Linked DNA regions of Mus musculus: region 2 is linked to region 1. Evidence: chromatin contacts called from public promoter capture Hi-C data. All regions are on one chromosome and are shown on one strand. The core of a region is the stretch at or near the end of the contact, and the rest is flanking DNA. Distances in the headings are between cores, read along the strand shown.

Region 1 (5,643 bases), core at 1,286-3,785:
TTTCTGAAGCACTATGGAGCTCCATAGCTGAAGTCCACAGGGCCTTGCTGTTTATTCCCTTTGCATTGTTAACTGTGGAGAACTTTGCTTTGGGGTTGGATGTTTTCCTGCTTAGTATTTAACCCGAGTTTTAATTATGACAGTACCAGACATTGTCAGATTAGCACTTTCCCTTTTTTTTCTGCCTAAGACATGGAGTTGGTCATTAACTAAAGAGAATTAATTAGCTGTGTTGTATGGCGGGCTGAAACATTTCCTGGATTGATTGTAAGGGTTCTTGACTCCCATGGGCTGTGTAATTCAGTTTGCCGAGTTCTCTTTGTTGCTGGTGGTGTGGGTGTTCCTGGCCCTGCGAGCAGAGGCTGGCAGCCTTAGGTGCCTGCTCAGCTCTTCCCGCTGCCATACAGATGCCTCAGCTCCCAGTCTGGGGTCTTCTGTGAGGGCTGTGATGAGCACAGATGTTTGGTATCCACAAGTTTTTCTCTCTCTATTTCATTCGTGTTCACAAGGTTCTTTGAGTACTGATGAATGTACATCAAATGGGATACTTCTGTCGGCAAAATGCTACCTGCCCATTCTTGAGAAGAGGGCTGCAGGCTGGCTCCACAGTGCATTTTCTACATCTGTGCATGTCTCATTCCCTGAGGAGCTTGGAGGGGTGGGACCAGTGGTGTTTCACCGAAGGAATGCCAGGCATACTGCTCAAATAACTAGTCAGGACCTAGATCTGCTATACCATACTTGGAACAGAAAATCCAGAGTGGCCTTTGGTCTGGGGCAGCAGCAAACTGTGAGAGGTATTTAACAGGTGCGCCACAGACTTGCATCTGCTTCCTAACAGGTGACTCTGCTGGTGTTAGAGAGGAGCCAGGTGGAGGTAAGGTGTAATGGGGGAGTGGAGCTGTACCTGATTCTTGGCTGTTGCCCTAACTAGATCTCTCAGAAAAAAAAGAATTAAGTCAGACTCTTATTGTATTTGAATAAATTTGATATTTTAACACCCTCGATATTATAAAGTTTTATAAAGCCAGCATGTCAAGAAAATGTAAAGCCACCAGTTACCTTGTGGTTTTGTGGTCAGTATTTGTGGACACTGCCTTGCGATAAAGTGGAACAGTCCTCAGGTGGGTGAGCTTGCCCTGAACAGCTTCCACTGTCGATCCTGAAGGCTTCTTTCTGTCTTCTCTAGTTTGTGTTCTCAAGTGCTCAAGGGGTTTATTTGATGAATAGGTTTATTATTGCCTGTGCTGCAGACATAAGACTCTAAACCCTATCAAACCGCATTCTTCTTCTCTCTGTGATAGGGTGCTTGCATAAGCTGGTGTATAAAGCAGTCCTAAGGAGCTGAGTTAAATGGAACATGCTACGTTGCTGAAGGAGCCCAGGGATAAAATGTGCGAGATGCGCAACTTTCATAGAGCAGCTGGAATGGTAGCGTAGTTGGTAAAATGCTTGCCATACTTACCCGATGTTAGTTCAAGAGAGTGCTGGGATTATTAGAATGTTACACATACTTACCCATGATTTATATAACGCGCGCGCACGCACACGCACACTCACACACACACACACACACACACACACTCTACACCTTTCAAAAACAGCAACCATGTTAAGCGTTTAGCAGGCTTAACTCGTGCCTTCTCTGTTGATGGGATTCCTGTGTTGATGGGATTCCTTCGGCCAGCCATCCGCCTGGTTGAGACCGTTAAGCAACACTGAAGACCTACCTAGGGCACAGAGCTAACCTGCCACATCTTGACTGCTGAGTGGATTTGCTTCCCTTCAGCCTGGGTGGGTATGATTTGCATCTTTGCTAACAGACAAGTGTCTGCATGAGGCTCACTGGCAGAGGCTCATTAAAAAGCAGTGTGAATCCTGACCTTGCCTCTGGCAACAGGTACGGGCTTGTGGAACCCTTGTAAGTGGATTGGATTCCAGTATCTGTTGAGCTTCTTCACTGTACTACTGACATGAAAGTGTGGCTCTAGAATATTCAGGACAAACGACACTCGCATAACCCCCAAAGGAACTGTTCAGGGGTCAAAGGACCTGAAAGATGAAAAATTTCAGTATATGTGTTGTTGTTGTTGTTTTGTTTTTTGTTGTTGTTGTTTTTTTTTTTTATTCTATCGTATCTGTTGAAATCATTTCATACTAAGAATAAGCTAAGGATATAAATTAGTTTCTAATTTGAACAACTTGCCCTCCCCTAGGGTTTTCTAGCAGGGTGCAGGGACACAGGGCCTGCCTATTGAGAAGGTTTTACACTCGCTGTTTCTTTAGGAAGTTTGTCCTCGGTAATTTCCCTGAACTGGCTTTGTTGTGCAGGAGCTGCTCAGTGAAAGCTGAAGCCTTTTGGGAAAACAGTATTTGCAAGGGGCCAGGCTGCCCGGTATAATAGCCGATCCCTCTGGCGCGTGGCCCAGAGTAAGCCGAGGTTGAAGCTTTTAGTGTGGTTTAAAGATGCTGGCCTGTCATTGGCCTCCACTGTAATTGGGCGAGTGGTTTCGGACTGGGCCAGCGTTCTGCTTCTCCTGGGAGCAGCTGCTAGGAGGCTACAGAGTCCCTGTGAGCTAGGGACTCATCATCTGGTATGTTTAATGCAATCTGGTTTTATCTTGGGAGCAGTTTCTGATTAATGGTGGTAATTGCCAGGGACCGGCCCAGGTTTTTTTGTGCAAGATAAGATATAGTGCTCGGGTGATTAGCATGTGAAGGCTGGGTAGGGGCTCTCAGAAGTGCCGTGGTACTGCAGGAGACAGGTATGGAAGGAGAGTGAGGGAGACAAGACAAGCTGTAAGGATGGGGAGATCCACAAATGTGATTGGCTTAAGAGCCTTTTAAAATCAGTTCATGGGCTGGAGAGAAGGTCTTGAGTTCAAATCCCAGCAGCCACATGGTGGCTCACAACCATCTGTCATGAGATCTGACACCCTCTTCTGGTGTGTCTAAAGATAGCTACAGTGTACTTACATATAATAATAAAATTAGTTTATAAATGCTTACTACATTTATTTATTGTAGTGCGTTTGTGTGTGTTCACCATGCATATGGAGGATCAATTTCAGAAGTCCGTCTTTCTCTACCATGTGAGACCTGGGAATTGAACTTAGGTTCTCAGGCTTGGCAGCAAGCACCTTTACCTACTGAGCTATCTCACAGGCCCTAATTTAAGAGTCTTAAACCACCTATAAAGTGTGAGCTTCCCAGCACCAGTGAAACAAAGTATGGTTAGTTAGATTTTTGAAAAACACCTACTCATCCTCATCAGGTTTGGTGTGTGTGTGTGTGTGTGTGGGTGTGTGTGTGTGTGTGTGTGGGTGTGTGTTTGCTTGCTTTTCATTGAAGTCAACCTTTTCCTTGAGGGATGTGTTTAAGCATGTCACCTTTTATCACTGACTATGGATGGATGGGTCATGCTTTCCAAGGCTGCTGCCCCACCCACTTCTCTTAACTCACCGTGAGTTATGCAGCTCTGCCTCTGTTCCTCACTTTCAACAATTTTGCCTGCCAGGCTAAGTTGCTGAAAGACAGACAGAACAGAACACGCTGCCGTGCAGTCACCTTCCTTCATTTTGTCGCCTGGAGTGTGACGTGGATGGCGTGGGCTGGAGGCTGGAGGGATGAAAGCGTTTCCTGCAGCATGAAGGGAACTGGCTGGGATCCGATTCACTTAGCTTTACAGTGAGAGTTTTTTGCTAGTGCCCTGTTCTCTTCCATTTATTTCCTAGCGAATACGTACGCCTCCACCTTCGGTGGAATGCTAGTAGTTTGAGTTGGATTTTAATGAAAGCCATAGAGGCTTGAAGTCTTGCAGAAAAAACAAAAATCAGTGAAGTGGGGGTGGTGTGTGTGTGTGTGTATGTGTGTGTGGGATGGGGATGGGGGGGTAGGGCGTTCCATTCTAGGGAGGTCCTGGGACAGGTGGGAGGCTGGACAGCTGTGGGGGCGGGAACTTAGATTCAGCTGTTTGCCCTGGCGACACAATCTGTTTTAAATCAAGATGAAGAAGAAAGCATTAACATCATGATGGATCACTTGGCTAACCCCAAGAATGTTAATTATGTGTCAGAGATACATTTTTAACCCTTGATACAGTGGCATTTAGCAGGATTTTGTGGTGGGTGGATTCATCTTGTTACTCAAGTTCTTCCTCTTCCTTTTTTTTTAAAAACTAAACATTGGCCTGTCACCTGTCATTCTTAGCCCTGAGTTAGGCTCACAGAGAGCCCAGGCCATCTTCTCAGGCTGTTTGCTGCAGTGAGCTCTGTTCTAGCCCCGTGTCTAACCAAATCCATCTACCTACCCATGTAACGGTGCAGCTTTGTCTAATTGCATTCCCAGCCTCTCTCCCATCCAAGTGCTTGTGATCTCCTGTTAGCACCTTGACATCCAGCCCAGATGTTCTGTTTGCCCCCTGGTTCCCTTCATCCCAGCTATGGGCATTAAACTTCAAACTTGCCTAACATCTGTGTATCTCTGTGTTTCATCCAGTTATGGCCATGAAATTGCTCACCCTCAAATAGTAGCTTAAAACAACACTGGAGACGGAATGTTTGTAGTCTCCTCAAATGCTCTGTTGAAACCCTAACCTCTAATGGGTGTTGCTGAGAGGTGAGGCTGGTGGGAGATAATCAGGCCATTAGAGGGAAGCCCTCATGAATCAGTTACAAGACCTTTTCCACCATGTGATCTGAAATGCCTTATCAGCTGTCTTCTTAATTAATTGTGAGCTCTGGCTTCTGGAACCATGAGAAATAAATAGGTGTTGTCCAAGTAACCTATGATACGTTCATGATGGGCCAGAGCTATGACAATATTAATCACTTATCTTGTTCTTTATTCTGTGCCATGAGTGGCCCCAGCCAGGAGTTCTGGCTTAGAGCATTTCTGAGTTGCTGTTAGAAGGTAGCTGGAGCTGAGTTGACCCCAAAGGTTTCTTAGCTCATAAGTCTAAAACTGAGTGTGGAGGAATGTAGCAGCCTGGGCTAGAACTGCTGGGCTCCCTGCAAACTTTGTGTCTTCTGCACCTGGCCTCTCCTTGTGGGAAGTCTTTGTTGCATTGGGCCAAGGCTCTGAAGTGAGTTTTCCAGGAGAAACTGGAAGAGCCCATTTCACCTTGGATGTCCCACAGTTAAATTTCTTGCCTCCTGTTCGTTCATTCAGATAGTAGGACTGCGTACAGTTGAGGAGTGGGAATAGAGAGATCCTTAGTTGTTGCCTCTTGGTGGAAGGAATGTGAAAGACTGTGGAAAACCTGGTGGTTTGAATATTTTTTTTTTTAAATTGGACAAAACACACATGGCACAATTTATTGTCTCAGTCTTCTTGGGTACAGTTCAGTGATGCTAAGTACATTCAAATTACTTTGTAACCACCACCCTCACCAGACTTGGAGCACTTCTCATCATGGAAACAGTAACTCTGTGCCCATGGAATGCTTCTCCATCCCTTCTCCCCACTGGCTACTCAATGGTCTGTAAGTGTTGACTATTCATTTGCCATGAATTTGACTCTGAATACCTCACATGCAAGTGCAACATAGTATTTGGCTTTCTTTGGCTTATTTCAGTGAGCACGATACGCCCAGATTCATGTTAGAGCTTGTGTAATATCTCCTTTGCTTTTAAAAGAGCGTAT
Region 2 (5,643 bases), core at 1,538-4,037, 78 kb before region 1:
AAAAAAAAAAGAAATTAAAAAATTAAAAAAATAAACAAAACTGACTTTTGACTGAATGCATTTTGAGTCACAGAAACCAGAAGCAGTACTATTATCTACCATCACAGTTCCTTCTTCATGACATAGATATCTAAGATGCTGACTTATCAAGCACCACGAGAATTCTGGCTATGCTATGAGCAGCTGCATTGCCCATGGACAGTGGTGTTTGAGATTGTTGGTTGGGCTGTCAATTCCTTTTCCAATGTGACCATTGCATCAATGCAACCATGTGGGAATTGAATTCTAGAGAGAATAAATGCCATGGCCACAGCAACATAGCTGACAGGCAGAAAGAGGATGTACTTTTTAAATAATACATTGGTTCTGTGGATACAACGCACAGTAGTATTGCTGTGACCTTAGCCTTTTCAAGAACTTTCATCAGAACAACCACCAGCATGGCACAATAAGCCCAAGGTGCATCAGTGACACATTGTATGTTGGCAGTAACCATTGACTCTACTTAAACGTAAGGCCTGCTCAACTGAGGGAAATAATGCCTAGTATTGGGAGTCTAGCCACTAACCCAGGGTTAGTGATACCATGGGTCTTGGAGGAGAACTTTCAACCACTACTTTACTAAACCAATGTAATTCCTAACTGTATTCTAAATAGTTATTCTGGTACATACAGTGTAGCTCTCACCCCTTGCCAAGGCGATCTCTCTTTGCAACAGGGAGACCATTACAGAAAACCACAACCAATCAACTTTACAAAGCAACTCCTCTATCTAAGGCTCAAGGAACATTTCAGAAAAGGGGCAGAAAGATTGTGATAGCCAGAGGGGACCAGAAAGTCTGCTGTGAGATCTTCCAGAAAAGCCAGGAAAACTACACCCATGAAGTTTCAACAATATGGATTCCTAAAGAAGACTTGAACAAAGATGAAACCAATTGATATACTAATATGGAAGGGGGAAATCCCCTCGACAAAAAGCTACAGATGACAGAGGGACACTAAGAGTGGAAAAAATAGTCCTCCCCAGGGAAGAGGCTTCAATTGGTTATCCAATACTAAGTGGTCAACCCTGAAATCACATACATACAAGTAATATTATACAGGCTAAGCAGGCTTTATATTTGTGTGTGTGTATACACACACATACACACACACACATATATATATGTATATACACAAACATATACACATACAGATATAATATATATTTATATCTCTCTATATATACATACAGATATGTGTATCTGTATATATACATATATGTACATGTATATACAATATACACATGTATACAATATGTAATATAATATATAATAATATACATATGTATATAATATTTACATGTACATATATATTAAAGAAATAAAGGCCATGGATTTGAGAGAGAGAAAGGAGAGCATGGTATATGGAAGGGGTTGGAGGGATGAAAGGCAAGGAAAGAAGTGATGTAATTATATTTTACTTTTAAATGTTTATAGTTTATTAATATCTTATATTTTATTTATATGTACACTATTTATTTATATTTAAAAATAGCCCTAGCACTGTAATTTAGACATAGCTGTAGCGTGTGTGATTTTTCCGAGCTTATCTGATCTTGCTTACGGAGTCGAGCTTCTTTTACTCAGAAGAGGAAGAGCCAAGCGGGAAGCCAAAGGGAAGAAAACTAAACTGTAACTTGCAAAGCTGCGTTGTAAGTCAGATTTTCATCACCATTCTCAGTAACTGCACCAGGTCACATGATTCACACATGTTTTATTAAAAAAAAAGAAAAGAAAAAAAGAAAGCCCTGTGGGCTTTTCTCTAAACTTGCTGGGGTTATGTGGAGAGGTGGCTGATGAATGCTTGCCTACCTAATTCACATGGTTAATGACTAAGAAAACAGTCAACTATTAAGAGCCCAATATTTCTCATTTGCATTCAAATTATTTTTCAAGCCAAAAGGAAGTTGGAAGGGAGGCACAAACATCAGCTTGGCCTCCTTTTGGGAGAGCCTACCTCCCAACCCACTCCTTATCCCGTAGGTTTTAAAGTGCCCAGGGTTGAACCCAGGGCCTCACACACTCTACCTCAGAGCCACAAAAAGGCCCCGCCTGAAAAAAAGCTATTGGTTAACTCAGCCATCTGGATCTAATTTTTGTGTGTGTGTAGGAAAAGGCACAGGCAATTTGAAATGGCCAGTGCATGCACTACAACCCAAGGAGTCTCAAGGAACTGAAATCTGTGTGGTTCTCTCGTTTTGCACCATGAGTCTGCACTCCACTGTGGGAATTTCACTTCTTTTGGTCTCACCTCTTCCCCTTCCTGCTCTTCGCTCCCTGTCTCCCGTCAGCACACAAGGTAATCTACAGAATCACATTCCCCATATGATCACGTTCCCCATATGAAGCACGAAAACAGAAAATTGTGGCTGAAAGTGCTAACCATGCAGTTTTCTTTCCCTTGTGCAATCACTGTTTAAACAAAATGGAGATAGTGCTGGACGGAAATCTGGGTAAATCAGTCAACAAAGGTGCCAGAGACGCTCTCGACTCATGAGATTTTTACCATGAAGGTGAATATGAGGTATTTAATCAGAAAAGATCTCTGCCTTTGTGTGAAACATCCACTAGTTCTTGTCAAAGGTAACATTCCAGGTGACTCAAATGCTGTCTAAACACCTGTTTACCATTTACCACAGATTCAGGCAGGAGATCATGTGGGTCACTGGGAAATGAGCCACACACTGGGCAGCCACGCTGTTCATGATTGCTGAGTTCTGTACTCCAGCAAAGGGTGGGTACTCATATCTTGCTGTTGACATAGGGTGTTGGGTCATCAGCCAGATGTCAGGGACACTGGAAAGAGCTTGAATACACATGAATAATCCAACCTCCCAAGTAATTAAGAAAGGCAAGGTAGAGAACCACTTGGGAGTTTGGCCCTAGAAACCTAAGCAGGGGTTCTGAGTATGGAAGTCAGAGCCTGTGGTTTCCTTCCACACATTCACGTTCTATCCACACTCACCCCACGGATGTGAGGGCTGAGATGAGATCTGGCTGCTACTGTTCCCTCTGTGTGATAATCCAGTGTCAGAGAGGCCCAAAGAGTCAAAACTTGCTGTATATAATATTTTCAGAGATTTTCTCATGGAATTGAATGCCTTCAAGTTTTCCTCCCTCTCTCCCTCCCTCCCTCCCTTCCTTTCTCCCTCCCTTTTTTTCCTTCTTTGTTTGTTTTTGAGAACCTTAGTATGCAGTGTGGTCAGTGACAGTATCTGACCAGCCTTGAGGGTTCAGAGAAACTCCAATACCTTTGAAATTTTTGTACATAGCTCTCTGTGTAGAAGTTAAGATGAATTTTTATATATGCCTCAGTACAGGGGAACTCCAGGGCCAAGAAGTGGGAGTGGGTGGGTGGGGGAGTGGGTGGGGGAGCGTGTAGGGGACTTTTGGGATAGCATTGGAAATATAAATGAAATAAATACCTAATTTTTTAAAAAGATGAATTTTTATGAGGAGAGGGTATACATTTTTCTTTTTCAAATCTCAAACGACTCGCCATGCTGAAATATTCTGTACCACAGGTCTAGAGGAAGCCAGTCCAGAAAGGCCAACACATGAAGTGGGATCTAGCTCACCCAGAGCCTTCTCTTGGGTCTCGCTTTGTCCAAGACATACAGTTACAGTCAAGAGTCAAGTAGGCAAACTATCTGAGGTCCCTTGGACCAGCTGGAACCATAGCCTATAGCTAGCAGCACCGAGGCCAAACCTCTCCAGTGACGCCACACTGGGAGGAAAACAGAACTGAACTGAAGGGAAGCAGCAGCAAATCTCAGCATGGCAGGTAATTGCACGGGCAATGACTTCCACCCCCAAGAGGATGGTGCTGGTTAGTTTTCATCAACTAGACACAAACTAGAGTCACCTGAAGAGGGACCTTCAGTTGAGAAACTGCCTTATCAGATGGCATATAGGCATGTCTGAAGGGGCATTTTTCTCAATGATCGATGTAGGAAGGCCCAGCTGACCCTGGGTTGTGCTACCCCTAGGCAGGTAGTCCTGAACTGTCTCCTGAGAGGCTCTGCCAGAGCCTGACAAACACAGAGGTGGATGCTCACAGCCAATCATTGGACTGAGTGTGGGTCCCCGATGGAGAAATTGGAGAAGGGACTGAAGGAGCTGAGGGGGTTTGCATCCCCAATGGAGGGGAGCAACAGTTTCAACTGGCCAGATCCCCTGGAGCTCCCAGAGACTGGACCACCAACCAAAGAGTACACGTGGAGGGACCCATGGCTCTGGCCGCATATGTGGTCTTGTTGGACATCACTGGGAGGAGAGGCCCTTGGTCCTGTGGGGGTTCGATGCCCCAGTGTAGGGAAATTCCAGGGAGGAAGGCAGGAGTGGGTGGGTGGGAAAACAGTTTCATAAGGCAGGGGGAGTAGGCATGGGATAGAGGGTTTCCAGAGGGGAGACCTGGAAAGGGGATAACATTTGAAATGTAAATATTGAAATGTAAATGAAAATATCCAATAAAAGAAAAAAAGAAAAGAAAGAGAGAGAGAGAGAGAGAGAGAGAGAGAGAAAGAAAGAAAGAAAGAAAGAAAGAAAGAAAGAGAAAAGAAGGCAAGCAAAATGAGCAATCCATGGGAAATAAGCTAGCACCCAGTGTTCCTCCATGGCCTCTGTTTCAATTCCTGCCTCAAGCTCCTGTCCTGACTTCCCTTGGTGAGGAACTGTGATGTGGAAGTCAAGCCAAATAAACCCTTTCTTCCGGGAGTTGGTTTTGACGACTGTTTTATCACAGCAACAGAAACCAAACTAAAACAAGGACTGAAGGGAATAAGAGCAGTCAGGAGTTGGAGATCACGTTCTGAGCAGTACTCTGTCTGGCCAGGTGAATGGTATTGGGCAATGTACCTTCAGGCACTTTTTTTTTTTTTTTTTTTAGTTTCCCAATCTATAGAACTGGAGAAGCTGAACAAGATTCCTAAGGCTTTCTTGGCCGAGCAGCAAACAGGCTCACTCCAGACTCCAAGGTGTGGCCCTGCCTACAGAAGGGACTCTGGAGATGTCTATTGTCTTATTGGAAGCCTCTTCCCAACATTCTTTGCTGTCTTGTTTGGCATCGTAAAGATGAACCCAGAGCTTCACATATGCTAGGCAAGCATAAGTTAGCTCCCTGGCCCCTGAGAACGGGATTTCTATGTGTATCTCAGACTGGCCTTGAACTCACAGTGTAGCTGGGTTGTCCTTGAACTCACTACCTTTCAGACATGTATCACCATGCTCAGGGCCTCTTGATGTTTCTATCTTAAGCATCAAACTACGTGTTGTTTTACATTTCTGTTTCCTTGTGTGCGCACTCATGTGTATGAGAAATGTGCACATCTATGTCATGGTATGCACACAGAGGTCAGAAGACAAGCTCCGGTGTTGATCCTAGACCTCTGTGAAGTGGAAACTTCTAGTTCTTTGGAAAGTTAGTTATGCCAAATGATGTTTTGCTGGGCACACAGGTGAAAGGATGCCTTGCTAATGCAAACACGTGAAAGGCTGTTTTCCTGAAGAAGACACTCAGGCTGGTTGTCGAGCCTGGAGGTTTCTTTAGGACTGAACTACAGCTGCCTGGTGTCTGCTTGCTGAAAGGCCTGGACTGTAGCTG

What was found. Capture Hi-C pulls out chosen DNA fragments and counts their contacts.
Region 2: a contact with region 1 is called in a promoter capture Hi-C map of pancreatic islet. The contact joins two enhancer-like sites. A contact is called at or near these places in 2 of 484 Hi-C or Micro-C datasets (B cells and bone marrow-derived macrophages), 3 of 115 datasets of contacts at active chromatin or transcription factors (the HPC-7 cell line, embryonic stem cells and pancreatic cancer cells) and 3 of 9 other capture datasets (adipose tissue, liver and pancreatic islet).

What each region holds. Positions count from the first base shown.
Region 1 is chr14:74,881,308-74,886,950 of GRCm38.p6, reverse strand. All of the region lies in intron 1 of Lrch1 (leucine-rich repeats and calponin homology (CH) domain containing 1), which reads left to right. Among named protein-coding and RNA genes, the nearest start is that of Gm10847, 38 kb to the left of the region's middle. Within about 2 kb of position 2,535, at least 100 of the 459 cell types and tissues checked have an H3K27ac peak or open chromatin away from gene starts, as enhancers often do. A contact at or near this core is called in pancreatic islet, where this site is marked.
Region 2 is chr14:74,960,040-74,965,682 of GRCm38.p6, reverse strand. No RefSeq gene overlaps it. Among named protein-coding and RNA genes, the nearest start is that of Gm4278, 12 kb to the left of the region's middle. Within about 2 kb of position 2,787, at least 20 of the 459 cell types and tissues checked have an H3K27ac peak or open chromatin away from gene starts, as enhancers often do. A contact at or near this core is called in pancreatic islet, where this site is marked.